2 separate regions of the Mus musculus genome follow, and region 2 is linked to region 1. The links are chromatin contacts, called in public promoter capture Hi-C maps. All regions are on one chromosome and are shown on one strand. The core of a region is the stretch at or near the end of the contact, and the rest is flanking DNA. Distances in the headings are between cores, read along the strand shown. Region 1 overlaps Nsf (N-ethylmaleimide sensitive fusion protein). Region 2 holds the start of Sppl2c (signal peptide peptidase 2C).

Region 1 (4,505 bases), core at 1,824-4,323:
TGTAAACCTGTTTACCTGTCAATGTCCTTTAATAGGAAGGGGGTGGGAATCTGTGGATATCATCTGGGCAGCCAATTTAAACAGATGCTACGAGGAAAGGGCCTCCCTATTAGAAGGCAGAAGCATCTGTGTTTTGGTGGTAAGCCAGGCAGGGTATCTCATTTTAAAACAAAGTGTAAGTCCCTATAAATAGTCAAGTTGTCTATTTACCATAGAAATGCCAAGGAAAAATTCCATACTTTTTTTTTTTTTCTAAAACTGACTTTGCCTCTAGGGAAAAAAAAAAATACAAGCCAAACACTACAGGCATATAGCCTTTTAAACATGAAATTATAATCAGTGATGGGTTGTTTTATTAAGGTGAGTTGTTCAAGTTACTGGAACACATAACTGCTTAAGGATATAGGAGTGTCTTCATTGTAATTTAAAATGCCAAACAGTATGGGTAGTGGGCTATAGGCCACTGGCAATTCTTAAAGAATGTCAAGGTTATCAAACAAAAGGGAACTCCAGTGGAAGTAATTATGACATCGGTCATTCCAGAGCCTTTAAACGGCAGAGAATTTGCTTCTTTTCAAAAAGAAAAAAGGGGTGGGGGGAGGAAAGTGCAGGCTTTAAGCAGGATTTTCTGGACAGTATTTCAGTTTGCCAATTTAAATAACACAGTCTTATGTAAAAGTTTCCTTTAGAAAATAGATTACTTGAGTGAACTTTTAAATCAAATAACAGCACGGTCAAATAAAGAAAAATTCAATATGAGGCAGCGAGTGGTAACGAACGCTCCTGTAATCCCAGCACTTGAGGGGTGGAGGCACGAAGATCAGGAGGTTAAGATGACCCTCAGCTACAAAGGGACTAAAGACCAGCCAGGACCACCAGAAACCCTATCCAAAAGGAAAGGGGAAAAGAAAATCAGAGTGTGCTAGCAGACTAGAAAGGGCTCATCACCAGACATTCCCTCCTACCCTGACTATAACCCTGAAGAACATGCTGTCTCTTCCTCAGGCCTCTCGCCTCAGGCCTTGGCTCCATTTCTCCAGAGGTTTGCAGATTCCCACAGGAAAGAGAGGAATACACAGAAACTTGCCCCAGGTCCAGCCTAGCTGACATGCCCCCACTCAAATATTTCTCCTAGGGGATCACTCTGAAGAACTAAGGGTTTAAAATTGCCCTTTCATGTGGGGCAGGGTGTGTGGGAGGGGAGGGGGCGTATGGCCCATGACTTCTATCTGTAATCCCAGCATTGGGAAAGCTGAGGCAGGAAGAGGAATGGCCACAAGTGTTCATGGCTGTTTTAAATGACCATCTCTGAGGAAGAGAAAAGAAACCTTCACTTTGCAACAAAGTAACTCCCAGACCTAGGACTAGTAGCATTAATGAAAACTTAGAATTTCATTTTGGAGTATCACTATCCACATTTCAAATATCACAAGTGCCTGATCTCTACCACTGCAGATGGTTCCAGTAGATACGATTGGTCCAGAGCAACATAGAAATGTTACCATAAATGGTCACCTGCAAGACCACAGAACCTCCTACACTATAAACTCCGATGATACTTGCAGCGCATGCCTGTAATCCCAGCACTTGGGAGGCAGAGGCAGGAGGATTTCTGAGTTCTGAGTTCGAGGCCAGTCTGGTCTACAGAGTGAGTTCCAGGACAGCCAGGGCTATACAGAGAAACCCTGTCTCGAAAAACAAAAACAAAAACAAGAAAAAGGGGGTTGTTTTGGTTTTGGTTTTTGGTTGGTTGGTTGGTTGTGTGTGTGTGTGTGTGTGTGGTTGGTTGGTTGGTTTTGGTTTGTTTTATGGTTTTTTTTTTTTTTTTTTTTGAGATAGTTTCAAGCAGCCCAGGCTGGCCTACAACTCACATTATATAATCAAGGATGGCTCTGAACTTCTAATCCCCCACCTCTACCTCCCCAGGGCTTGAATTACAGATGTGTAACTACCACACCTGGGCTTCTTGTTAAACTCTTGAAGACAGGCTGGTGAGAAGCCTCAGTGGGCAAATGTGCTTTTCCTCCAAGCTGAGGAGTTCCATCCCCAAGCCCCACACGGTGGAAGAAGAACTGACTCCCACAAGCTCCCCACATGCAGGCCATGATTCATGCAGAAACCTCCGTACCCACGCCCCCCCCACACACACACACATAATTAAATGTAATTTAATTAAGAAAAAATTCTGAAGATGTGGGATACGAGGCTGGGATGCGGGGGAGGGGGAAACAAAAAGCTTGGTGTGCCATAGTCATTTTCACAAGTCTCTTGGAGCATCCTTGACATTCCCTGACTCAGACGAATGCTGTGCACATAACGAGCGAACCTCTTGACACCTGTCGAGTCCTCAAGATTCTTTTATAAATGTCTATTTTAAGAAGCTTTCACTTTGATCTTTCAGGGGGAAAATCCGTGCGGAAAAAATGAGAACATCAAACAGCAATAACATCAAATACTGGCAACAGTACAGAGCAGCTTCATATAAAGGTTATATGGCCTAGCAAATATAGCCCCAGGTCTCTGGTCAGTCAGTAAACCGAAAACCTACGTCCACACAAACACTAAACATAAAGGTTCGTAGCATCTGTATTCATAGTAGACAAAACTGGAAAGGTCACAAATGTCCTCCTGATGATGAATGGATAAACAACAGTGTTGTGGCCATAAGACAAAATACTACTCAGGTATTCAGTAAAAATTAATCATCAGTGTATATATTTACCATTTACGGGCAGCGGGACCTGGGAGAACGGAGCCAATACGTGAGGCGAACTGAAGTTTAGTCAGAGCATCGGGCAATTTATACTCTGAGGACCAAGAGCAATCACCTGAGTAGAGCTCTCATGAGCTCCAGCCGTCGACAATCACAAGGACAAGCTGTACGTGGCAAAACCGTGTTTCCACAGAGGCACAGAAAGGAGAGCTTAAACATTTAACTGAATAACGTCAGCAAGCAATAATGAGCAATCTGGAGAAAACGCCCTGCTATCTGCTACACCTGGGAGGGGAGCATAGCAAGGCATTCTGAGATCAGTTCCCTGTTTTGAGGAAACGGGTTCACAAGACTCTCGCTGTCTTGGAGTTTTCTCACAGGTACTCAGCACCGTCCTCACTCACGTGCTTGGGCTGTGTTCTGACGGGAGTGTACGGGGTGAGTATGTGTGCTCGCATGTGTACATATGTATGTACATGAATGTAATGCTGGGTAAAAGAAGCTGTCTGTGAGAACGCAAGCATATGGTGTTTGTCCCGTGCGTCTGGCCTATTTCACTCACTGCAATGCTTCTCAGGCTCCGGCATGTTGCAGTGCATAGCCACGAAAATGTCATTATTTTCTACAGCCTGGCTATGTTCCACTGTATGGGCAGGCCACACTTTATCTTTTTTTTCTTTTTTTTTTTTTTTTTTTTTTTTTTTTGGTTTTGCGAGACAGGGTTTCTCTGTATAGCCCTGGCTGTCCTGGAACTCACTTTGTAGACCAGGCTGGCCTCGAACTCAGGAATCCACCTGCCTCTGCCTCCCGAGTGCTGGGATTTAAGGTGTGCATCACCACTGCCCAGCTCTATCTTTCTTTTTTAAGATTTATTTTATTTATATGAGTATACTGTAGCTGTCTTCAGACACACCAAAAGAGTACATCAGATCCTATTACAGATGGTTGTGAGCCACCACGTGGTTGCTGGGAATTGAACTCGGGACCTCTGGAAGAGCAGTCAGTGCTCTTAACTGCTGAGCCATCTCTCAAGCCCCCCAAGCCACACCTTATCATTTCAACCTCAGTGACTATTCAGATTGTTTGCGCTTGGAGGCTTTAAGAAGAATGCTGCTATGAACAGCCAGGCAGCAACCGAATGTGGAGTTTGGGGGTGTTATTTGTTGTTTTGTGTTTTTGCTTGTTTGGTTTTTGAGACAGGGCCTTGCTTACATAGCTAACTGTGGTCTCCAACTTGTGATTCTCTTGCTCCGTTTTTGGAGTGGCAGGATCACAGTGTGCAGCACCATGCGTGGCTCTCTGTAGAAGTTTACACATGAACATACGTCTTCAATTTCCGATACATGCTCACCAGATACCCAATTTACAAAGTCTTTCTCCCGTTCTGGGGGTTGCCTTCACTTTCTTAATCATCTCCTTTGACACACTAAAGTTTCAATTTTGTTAAAATCCTAGTTCTCCTGATTGCTGACGCTTTTGTATCACGTCTTTAAAAACCATTGCCTAATTCAAGAATGTGCATTTTTTAAATCTAGCCCTTCTTGGAAGGGTCACAGGGTTGGGTCCTTGAATTGTTCTTGTTTATTCTTTCTGATGCCAGAGCATAAAACGGTTTACTTATTTCCTCTTTCAGACTGGCCATTGTCATGGGAGAGAAATGCAACTGGTGCTGGATATTGCTTGCCTATGCTACAGCTTTGCTGAACGTTGTTTCTAGCTTTAAATCTTCCCCTCCCCCTCCATCCCTCCCCCCCCTCCAGATAAATTCTTTAGGAGTGTCATCTGGGACTGG
Region 2 (4,784 bases), core at 1,315-3,814, 250 kb after region 1:
ATTATACTGCTAGGAGACTTGGGGCAGAGAGTAAGTCAGTAGAGTTAGAGATATGGCTCACTGGTGGAGGATTGTTTAGCGCACATAAGGTCTAGGTTCAATCCCTAGAACAAAGGAGGGGGTGGGAGTTGGGGCTGAAGGGCTATGCCCAGTGTTGACCCAGGACACAGAGTTGGGGCATAAGCCCATGCTCAGATTCCCTGGTGTGCCCTCCCCTCCTCCACAAGCCCTGGAGACCTGAACTAGTTCCCAGAAGAGCCTCATCCTGAAACAGAGTCTCTGCCGCTGTACCAAGAGGCTATGCTGGTGACTGATGGCAGACCTCATCTCCAGCAGAGAGGTGTCACAGGATGGCAGGTGAAAGGATTTGAGTGACAGCTGTGTGGCACTAGAGACTGGCTACAGGCCAGCAGAAGCAGCCTGGGAACACAGGAGCCCTCTGGCCACTCCCACCCCTCTCCAGGTCCCAGGGGCCCAAGGGTACCTCCTCTGCACATACCAGTTGTCCTGATGACCACATTCTTCAACTTATGCCTTCATGGGTGGCCTGAGGAAGACCGGATAGGGTAATTTGGTAGCTGATGAGACACCAGGGCTTGGATGGAAATCCGCCCAGCCAGTACCTAGGGTTGGTTCTTGATTTTAAATTCAGCTCCCAGCTCAACCCCAGAATGTAAGCAGGAAGACCAGCCTAGAATTCACTTCAAAAGGTTTATAAGACATCAAAGCCCAATGGTTTAACTATGTGAGAACTTTTTCTACTTGGACTGCTTTGAGCCTATTCTACTCCTAATATAAGTCACTGTTACAAAGACGCCCATGACAAGCAGAAGGCTTATTGTGGAAGGTCACATATCTCTCTAGTCACAGTGAGCACCCCCAGACAACTGCTCCATGCAGTTGCCCAGGGACTGCCCCCCTTCACTTTGTCCCCCATCCCTTCAGGCATTGTCCCCATTACAGGTCCTGTCCATGTCCTATGTTGTAAGGAAGGGACAGCTTGAGTAAGAAGCTCCAAGGTGAGCTCTGGATAGCGGGACTGATTTCCAAGGACGGTGTGCAGCCTCCAGCTAGGTGGGCCTTGTAGCGATGCAGTAAGTCCAGATAGACACACTGGCCCTTAGCATGCATTCTTCATCAGGCTTAGCACTCAGGAGCCTAGAGGTGTGATGTCCTCATTACTCTGCAGCTAATGATGCAGGGCCAGGGCCTGGAGCGAGAATGCAGTGTCTGAAAGTGCTTGCTGGGAAACCTTAAGGACCTAAGGATAGGTTCCCAGCACCCAGATCTTTAAAAATGGGGTGTGGCCACACACACGTGTCATCTCAGCCCTGTGGGAGGGAAAGACAGGATCACTGGGGCTTGCTAGCTGCCAGCCTAGCTCCAAGCCCCTGCCTCAAGAGAATGAGCCAGAGGGAGATAGAATGATGAGGAAGATGTACCCAGGGCCCTCCTCTGGTCTCCTCTGAACATGCACAGGCATTCGCTCCTACACACATCTGTACACATATGCGATACACTGTCCTGGTTTGATATCTGTTCCTATGATAAAACACCATGAGTGAAAACAACTTAGGAAGGAAGGACTTACAGGTTACAGGTCCACCATCAGGGTAAACCAAAGCAGAAACTCAGCCATGGGGCTGAAGAGGAGGCCATGGAGGGGTGCTGTTTACTGGCTTGCTCCCTATAGCGTGCTCAGCCTGCCTTTTTATAGAACCCATGACTACCCTCCTAGAAGTAGCACCACCCACACTCAAGAAGCAGAGGCAGGCAGATCCTCTGAGAGTCCAAGGCTAGCCTGGTCTACAGAGTGAGCTCCAGGACAGCCAGGGCTGCAGAGTGAGACCCTGGGTTGGCTGCTCATGCCACCCACGCAGCAGGGAACTAGCCTTGTAAATGCTGTAAACTTTTTATACTTAGTAAACTTTGTAAAGCCCCAAGGAGAAAAGTGTCCAGGCCCTCACCTGAGGAGCTCCGGCAGCCAGGCCCAACCCCCAGACCTCCCTAACTGTCATAATGGTGTTTCCAGACTCTGTAACTGTCACAAGGGTCATCTCCAGCTCCTCAACAAGACCCCTCCTCAGATTATGCTAATTTTAGGTAAAAAAAAAATCTGAACAGGAAAACTCACCAATCCCTGACCTCTCCCAGCTCAGACATCCTACTACTCCTCATCCTCACCCTGGATATCTCTGCCCTAGAAAGCTTCACCCCCTAAAAATCTCTCTATAAAGGCTGTGTCTGCTCAGTTCCCTGCTGTCCACTCCCTCCCAGGAGCAGAGGCAGCCACTCCTGAATTCGTCCCTCCACACCCCTCCACACACACTTCAACCTTCCCGGGCTAGCTGTACTGAGGCCTGGGCAGAGATGAGAGCTCAAATGAGCTCCCTCCCTACTGGAGCCAGGATTGGGAGATGATCTGAGAGGGGCCAGGGGCCTGTGTCCCACTGAGTGCTCTACCTCACTTTATGACAGGGTAGGTAGGTGTGGCTCTGGTTTCCAGGAGAAGTGGCCAAGCTGCTTTGTGACCAAGAGCCACACCCTTCCCCTGGGAGGGTAATAGAGCTGTGGGCAGCTGCTTCCTTGGGAGGAAGCAGGCGTCTGAGGAGGATGGCATGCCTGGGTTCCCTCCACCCCTTGGGCTCACTCCTCCTCCTCTTCCTCCTCCTCCTCCTCAGCCCCGAGGCCCGGGGAGAATACGGCCTGGTCCGAGTCGTGTCAAAGAACTGGAGCAAGGACTACTGTGTCCTGTACAGCTCTGACTACGTCAACCTCCCCCGGGACCTGCACCATGCCCCACTTCTGTCCCTGCATGATGGCACCAAGACACCCTGGTGTCCAGATGAAGACTCTTTCCACCAGGCCCAGGACAGTTCCCCTAGACAGCGACCCCTGCACCAGACTACTACCATGGTCACGCGTGGCAACTGTAGCTTCTATGCCAAGGGCTGGCTGGCTCAAGATCAAGGCGCCCAGGGGTTGCTCATTGTGAGCCGGGCCAGGAATCAACAGTGTTCAGACACCATCTCAAAGCCCCAGGACCCCAGCAAGCCCTGGCCTGCCCTCACCATCCCAGTGGCCGTGCTCCGCTACACTGACATGTTGGACATTGTCAGCCACACTTACGGTGACACCGATGTCCGAGTAGCCATGTTTGCACCCCTCGAGCCTGTTACTGACTATAACATGGCGATTATCTTCATCTTGGCAGTGGGTACTGTTGCTGCAGGTGGCTACTGGGCTGGTTTGATGGAGGCAAACAAGCTGCAGAGGCGCCAGGCCCAAAGAGGAGGGGGGCTTGGTGGTCACAATCAACAACAAACAGTGGCAGCTGAGAGGTCCCAAAGGGCCTGGGAAGATGACGACTTTGAAGATGCACCTATGGATTTCACACCAGCCATGACGGGCGCTGTGGTCACCATGTCCTGCTCCATCATGATCCTGCTGTATTTTTTCTATGACTGCTTTGTCTACGTCATGATTGGGATCTTTAGCCTGGGTGCCAGTACCGGCCTCTACAGCTGCCTGGCACCCATACTGTGCCACCTGCCCCTATGGCGATACCAGTGGGTCTTGCCTGGACAACGGGTTTCTGTAACATGGCCATTACTACTGCTGGCAGGCCTGTGTGCCATGGTGACTGTCCTCTGGGTCATCCACCGAAATGAGGACCATTGGGCATGGCTCCTGCAGGACACTTTGGGTGTCGCCTACTGCCTTTTTGTCCTGAGGCGGGTACGGCTGCCCACGTTCAAGAACTGCACTTTGTTCCTGCTGGCCCTACTAGCCTTCGATGTCTTCTTTGTCTTTATCACTCCCCTGTTCACCAAGACTGGTGAGAGCATTATGGTAGAAGTGGCATCAGGTCCAGCAGATTCTTCAAGCCACGAGAGGTTACCAATGGTGCTCAAGGTGCCCCGGCTAAGCTTTTCCGCCTTGACGTTGTGCAACCAGCCCTTCTCCATCCTTGGCTTTGGGGACATTGTTGTCCCTGGCTTCCTAGTGGCCTACTGTCACCGCTTCGACATGCAAGTCCAATCTCGCCAGGTCTACTATATGGCCTGTACAGTGGCCTATGCCGTGGGCCTGCTGGTCACCTTTGTCGCCATGATCCTCATGCAGATGGGCCAGCCTGCCCTGCTCTACTTAGTGTCCAGCACTCTGCTCACCAGCCTTGCTGTGGCCACCTGCCGCCAAGAGTTCACCCTTTTCTGGACTGGCCAGGGCAGAGCCAAGATTCCTGCTGAGCCTGTGGCACAGCCCTGCATTGCCTCTGCTGTGGGCTCCAAGATGAAGCTGGAGGATGCGAAGGATTCCCGTACAACCAACAGGTTTGAGCAGGCCGTTGATGGAGAGTCAGGGGACTTAGAGAGCAGCACTGGGGACGATATGGCAGAGATGGTCACCCTATCTGAGGATGAAGCCACGAGTCCAGAGGGCCACAGCGAGAGTTCTGAGGGCTGGAGTGACACCAACCTGGACCCCAATGAGCTACCCTCTGGCTCCCCCATGGCCCTAGAGGCCATGTTGATCCCACTGATCCAACCAATCCCACACCCCTCCGAGCTGGGCCACATCCGCACTCAATCTCGGGTCCATGATAGCAGCCTGCCCTGGATGGGGTTGCACAAGAGAAAGGGCTTGAAGGTGAAGAAGAGTATGTCAGCCCAGGCTCCCCTATGAACAGAGTTCCCTAGGACCTGCACCTCTCAAAGGGCTTCCAGAACACTGCACGGGGATGCTAGACAGGATAAGAGATCGGGCATTAGAGAAACTCCCTA

Evidence for each region. Promoter capture Hi-C pulls out the DNA fragments that hold promoters and counts their contacts.
Region 2: a promoter capture Hi-C map of the C10 cell line shows a contact between it and region 1. The contact joins the promoter of Sppl2c here to the enhancer-like site in region 1. A contact is called at or near these places in 23 of 39 promoter capture datasets (the 3T3-L1 cell line, 3T3-L1-derived adipocytes, the C10 cell line and 15 more), 3 of 15 datasets of contacts at CTCF or cohesin (the NIH/3T3 cell line, embryonic stem cells and large pre-B cells), 12 of 484 Hi-C or Micro-C datasets (the CH12 cell line, the G1E-ER4 cell line, bone marrow-derived macrophages and 8 more), 3 of 115 datasets of contacts at active chromatin or transcription factors (bone marrow-derived dendritic cells and embryonic stem cells) and 3 of 9 other capture datasets (adipose tissue, liver and macrophages).

The regions. Positions count from the first base shown.
Region 1 is chr11:103,935,443-103,939,947 of GRCm38.p6, forward strand. The region is part of intron 1 of Nsf (N-ethylmaleimide sensitive fusion protein); the gene reads right to left. Among named protein-coding and RNA genes, the nearest start is that of Nsf, 16 kb to the right of the region's middle. Within about 2 kb of position 3,074, at least 6 of the 459 cell types and tissues checked have an H3K27ac peak or open chromatin away from gene starts, as enhancers often do.
Region 2 is chr11:104,183,763-104,188,546 of GRCm38.p6, forward strand. Sppl2c (signal peptide peptidase 2C) reads left to right here and starts at 2,565. Exons shown (of 1, transcript NM_199019.2): 1 at 2,565-4,784. The coding sequence starts at 2,614. The coding sequence ends at 4,686.